2 separate regions of the Sus scrofa genome follow, and region 2 is linked to region 1. Evidence: chromatin contacts called from public HiChIP or PLAC-seq data. All regions are on one chromosome and are shown on one strand. Each heading gives the region's core, a stretch centred on a gene start, on an enhancer-like site or on the middle of the called end of the contact. The rest is flanking DNA. Distances are from core to core; before and after follow the strand shown. Region 1 has its middle 450 kb from the start of TRNAE-UUC. Region 2 has its middle 250 kb from the start of TRNAE-UUC.

Region 1 (2,700 bases), core at 153-2,652:
AATGCATTCATTGGCATTTGGTACCATCCTCATAACTCCTCCTACTAAAGAGTGACAAGGATTGAGACTGGATAAACTAAAGGTTCTAAATTCCATAACTCAGGCAGGAAAATGACTCCCTTGCTCATCAGTAGCTGGTGTTTCATCAATTGTATTGTCTACCTAGGTTTTATTACATGGAATTGATTTTTGGAGGTTTGGGACATACCACAAACAGGCTTGGTGCTTCCATATCTTCACTTACACTAAATTATGAGACTCTCTGAGCCCCCTCACCATTTGCCCCACCTAACCCTATCTGTGGGCTGCTTCATACCCCCATGCCTACCAGGGACACACATTTCATCATGATGCTGCTGGTCTGATGGGAGGCTAAATCTGAGCTCCATGGACAATGTAGGAGGGATAACAAACATAGACTAAGAAAGTGAAAAAAAAAAGGTGTTAAAAAATTGACATTAGGTCAGATGAATCCAGTCACCTCAACTTTTTTTTTTAAACCCCCTAATGTTTGAATGAGTCTTTGAAAGAATAAAGTCTATTTGGCTCTGATCTTATGAGAATTAAGCATCAAATATATGATGTTTGCATTTCAACATGAGTGCTCACTCTGGACTCTGAGCTGGGTTGTCCAGGCTCTCCTGATGAAATAGTGGCTGGAGCCCATCTCTTCTCATGGAAAGAGCTGAAAACCCAGGGAGGGGTGGGAGGTGGGGAAGAAATTGCTCCTTACTGTGGGGGAAAATAACAACAGCAATAGCATTAGGGGATCCGGGATTATCAAGGCCAACGAAAGGAGAACTATTGATGGGAGCTACCAAATGGCACAGAAGAGAACAAGCAAATAGCATCATGAAGAATGCATGACTGTAAACTCTTGTAATGTTTCACAGATCAGAGTGGTAATGAGGGGAGAGAGGGCAGGTCTGTGCCCTTGCCCTTCCCTGTAGACAACACAGCCTGGGAAAGAGAGGGTTACACTGTTGTGCAGAGGGCTTGCTTACTCTCCCTCTCCATTCACCCGCAATCCCACTGGGATATTCTAATCTCCTTGGAACACGCTGCATTCTCTGTACTTTTAGCACAGCTCACGTTTCAGATGGCAGGCTACAGAGCAATCTGATTGTTTTATAGGCGCGGCCAAGAGAGGAGCTCCGATTCCTTTCTCTTGGCCAGGTGCCCTCCTAGAGGGAGAAGACCTGTGGTGTATAGAGACCAGCCAAGTGCTTAAAGATTTCAGAAACTTCAAAGGCAGGGGAGGAGCCAGAAACAATAAAAAGGAAAATGATAAACATTCAGCTTAAAGACGGCTGAGTTAAAATCCCTGAGAAATTACTCTGAGCAGAGTAAGGGGCCAATTCTCAGAGGCCCGTGGCAACATTCCATGGTGTTACACAACCTTCCAAGAAGCAATTATTAGCTTTGTTTTAGTTATGATTAGCACAGTTAATAACTCGTAGAGGCAGAAAGACAATGAAAGTGGGGAAGATGAGCCCACGGGAAGGGGTTTCTGCTCCATTCCAATACTCTCCAATAAGGGGGGGGGGTGCACATTCCACCTTTCAGGGGGCCTATGACACCTCCACTCACTTTGAAACTTCAATTTTGGAGCTACTGTATAAAAAGAAACAGGATTTTCTCAAAAGGCAAAGGGTATTGCTGTGGAATAGCTAAAGAAGATCTGTATTATTAAAGGACTCATCACTTCCTATGGCTGAAGCTACACTATGGGACCTGACATCTTTTTTTTTTTTTTTTTTGTCTTTTTGCCTTTTTGAGGGCTGCTCCCGCAGCATATGGAGTTTTCCAGGCTAGGGGTCGAATCAGAGCTATAGCCGCTGGCCTATGCCAGAGCCACAGCAACACGGGGATCCGAGCCGCGTCTGTGACCTACACCACAGCTCATGGCAACACCGGATCCTTAACCCACTGAGCAAGGCCAGGGATCGAACCCGAAGCCTCATGGTTCCTAGTCGGATGCGTTAACTACTGCGCTACGACGGGAACTCCGAGACCTGACATCCTTATGGTCATGTCTACCCAAAGGCCAGGGGACACAGTCGTCAGCTGAAATGTTAGGTCCAAAATATTGGAAGAGCTCAGCTTGACAGTTCTGGGGGGATTTAAAAAGCTCAAGGAGAAAGAAAAAAAAAAGTAGGTAGATTTAATTCAATTCAACAACTGTATGTGAGCATTTACTATGTGTCTGACATTTTTCTAGGGACATGGGATATACCAGTGAACAGGGAAAAAAGTCTTCGCTCATGGAGCTTACGTGCTGGAGGAGGAGACAGATAGTCAATAAACGTCACATCACCAAACAGTATGTTCCAAGTTGGTAACTGCTGTGGAAGCGAAAAAACATTGAGCGTGGGAAGGGCGTGGGGGATGTTGGGAAATAGGCTGCAGAATTAAACAGGTGGTCAAGTTCAGTGTCATTAAGAGGAGGCGCTCAAAAGCAAAGACATGAGGAAGGCAATGAAGTTAGCCTAGAGGTTCTGCAGGAGAAGGATTCCAGAGAGATAGAGGAGTTCCCTGAAAGAGGCAAGCCAGGAGTGTGCCAGACAGCAAGGAAGTCAGCGAGGCTATAGCGAAGTGAGTAATGTGGGGAAAGCCTGAGACTCAGAGACAAGGGATAAGGGGAGGTCCTGTAAGGTCTTTGAGGCCACTGTGAAATTGCTGTCAGGATACAATACTACG
Region 2 (2,700 bases), core at 156-2,655, 200 kb after region 1:
TAAGTCTGACACTCCACCTTGCCTCCTGGGAAAGGCCTTGAGGACCCCTACAACCTAATTCAATGTTGCATCCATGAGGGACTTGCCCGAGGTCACAGAGCAAGTTACAATCAGCACCAGGGTTAGAACTCACAGCTCCTGATGCTGAGGCCAGTACTCCCAAGTTCTTTCTCCTATGTGTGTTTGAGTCACAATTTCCTGACCCAGAGAGGAAACATCTAAATCATTCTTTCCAAAACTCTCAACCAGGAATCTCTAGTTTGACAAAGAAACCTCAGAGGCTGCTTTCTTTGTGGAGCTTCTAATCCTGGAGCAGGGTGGAGAGAACGGTGGTGGTGGGGGGGTTGGTTAGAGAGAGATCTTCAGGAGCTTAGTTCCTGTTTATCTACATGTCATTCTTTTAGTCCCTGAGGCTATAACATCCATTTAGAAAGATTAATTCAAATGTGATTGAGGACAGAGAAAGGAGAGCTAAGGGGGAGGCAGAGAGAGGGAGGAAGAAAGTAGAATTGTCTAAGCTTTAGAAGAAAGAACCTAAGGTATTACTAATTCTCAAAGAGGTCTCACTTCTTACAGACAAGTTGCTCCTTGGGAAATCACAGGCAGGTGAAAGTAGCTCCGTGATTCTTTTATTATCCATGAACCTGGCTTTTCTTTCCAGCATTCTCAGGTGCGCTGGAGGTCCTGGGAAGAGAGAGGGCTTTTTCAAAAGACACTTCCACCTCCTAATCCCTGTGCCTACAAACCAAATATTGATCTATTTAGTAAACCAGCCTGTGGGAGGAGAGATTGTAAAGCCCTGTTTACTCAGCAGTTGGGCCCCCCTGACAGCTGTTCAATGGGGGATTATGATGTCACAGTGGTAATTACACTATAAACAAGGGATAGGGAGAATAAAGCATGAAAGGAAACTGTGGGGTTCGTTACTAGGCAACACAAAATATGTAACCAGAAACCCGACAAGCATGTAAATTTCCTTGCAAGCCTCCCAGATGTCCTCACTTTATGGCCAGCACACAGTTTCAGTTTCAATTTGTTTATTTGCCCTTCTTCAATCACAAATGTGGAGCAGAGAATGTTGAAAGAAAGAAAAGAAAGCAAAGAAAAATGAGGGGAAAGGAGGGCTTGTACTTTCTTCCTAGGATGTAAAAGGTCGGGAAAAAGCTCAGGGGCTTAGCCTTCTCTCTTCAGAAAGATGTAGGGGTCACTGTCCAAGGGAGCTTTATCAAGGAAGTAAGCCAAAGACAACAAAGAAAGTGAGCCAAGGGAAAAGAAAAAGAAAAATGGAACAAAAAGTAAGAGGATGAAACTAAATAAATGGGAGAAGGAAGACAACTCCATGGCATGATGGGCTCCCAGGGACTAGAAGGGGCGCTGGAGTCCTCACTGCTACAGCCCCACCTAGTGGTTGCCCCACATCTTTCATACTTCGGGTGCTGAAGCTCCAGTAACCCTGCCTTTCTTTGAGCAGCTTTATCCAAAAGTTTTTATGATGAGCTCAAATCAGCTTCCCAATTATGAACAGCTCTCCTCATCCCCAGGACAAGAAGTCACAGCCTCACAGAGATCTGGAAACAATGACCAGAATACTGTTTTTCTTCTTTTCGATTCTCATCCCAGCAATAGTTTTCCCTCCCAACAGCTTTTTCTAGATGAGATTGTTTCTTGCTCAACCCTCTGAACGACTTTCAATTTGTCAATGCTCCTCTTATAATCTAGGATTTGAAACTAGACACACCCTCTTAGGTGAGGTCTGACCTCAGAGAACTAAACAGGATCCACCACTATTCTCCCCAGCCCCGCCCCCCCAATCCACTTGTTTGGGAGAGCTGTAGAGGCTTGCGGGAGACAGCCGGAACAGGCCCATGAGAACCGATCGTTAAATTTTCAGGAATTCTGTGAGGTCGTTTTTTAAACCATTGACAGCTTGAAATCAGCCATGATGACAGTATTTACGCCACAGATATTGGCAAATACAACAGATCAGGCTTCCCTTCCATCCTCTAGAGAGCTGGTTTACCAGCAACCACTGCTCTGACCAATCATATTCAATCTCTTTTGGAATTTAGTGATTCACAGAGGGTAGGCAGAAACCTTTAGCCACAGATCTACAAACCACAGACCTCCATACACAAGCTACAAGCAGTCACTCTCACTAGATCTAAGGAACATGGATCAGGATTTTAGTTCTTCTATCTACAGTGACCACCTTTGCTGACTGAGAACACTTCTCTTGGATCTGATTGACACTGTGGCCACATAAACTTCCACAGGGCACTCCCTGAGTCAGATACGAAATGACCAGGTTGAGGGAGAAAAAAAAAAAAATGTCCATTGAACCGCATTGTAGATGCTGCTATTACTGACACGGGCACAAACACAGAAGCTGGTACAATCAATGGCTTTTCTGCAAACTTGGAAATTCTCTCGAATTTCTGTTCTTAAATTCTAGTATTAACTATCTAGAATGACAGTCTGGTGACAGGGCTAAATTCCAGTCCTGAATGAGCCAGTCCTTTGGGGTCTGAATGGAAGCTTATCCCTGTCCCTCCCTGGGCCTCAGTTTCCCTGACAGCCGTGAGGGTTGAGTCTCAGGACTTTTAAATCCAGATGGCTTTTGCAGCTGGCTCCAGCTTGGGCCACGGTACTGACATCCTTATAAGTGCGTGAGCAGAACTTGGCATTGGATGAGCAGCGTTT

The links. HiChIP or PLAC-seq counts read pairs in DNA pulled down with a chosen protein or histone mark.
Region 2: a contact with region 1 is called in an H3K27ac HiChIP or PLAC-seq map of skeletal muscle. The contact joins two enhancer-like sites. A contact is called at or near these places in 1 of 47 Hi-C or Micro-C datasets (embryonic fibroblasts) and 1 of 2 datasets of contacts at active chromatin or transcription factors (skeletal muscle).

The regions. Positions count from the first base shown.
Region 1 is chr1:249,086,384-249,089,083 of Sscrofa11.1, forward strand. No RefSeq gene overlaps it. Among named protein-coding and RNA genes, the nearest start is that of TRNAE-UUC, 450 kb to the right of the region's middle. Within about 2 kb of position 1,403, at least 15 of the 83 cell types and tissues checked have an H3K27ac peak or open chromatin away from gene starts, as enhancers often do. A contact at or near this core is called in skeletal muscle, where this site is marked.
Region 2 is chr1:249,290,271-249,292,970 of Sscrofa11.1, forward strand. No RefSeq gene overlaps it. Among named protein-coding and RNA genes, the nearest start is that of TRNAE-UUC, 250 kb to the right of the region's middle. Within about 2 kb of position 1,406, at least 29 of the 83 cell types and tissues checked have an H3K27ac peak or open chromatin away from gene starts, as enhancers often do. A contact at or near this core is called in skeletal muscle, where this site is marked.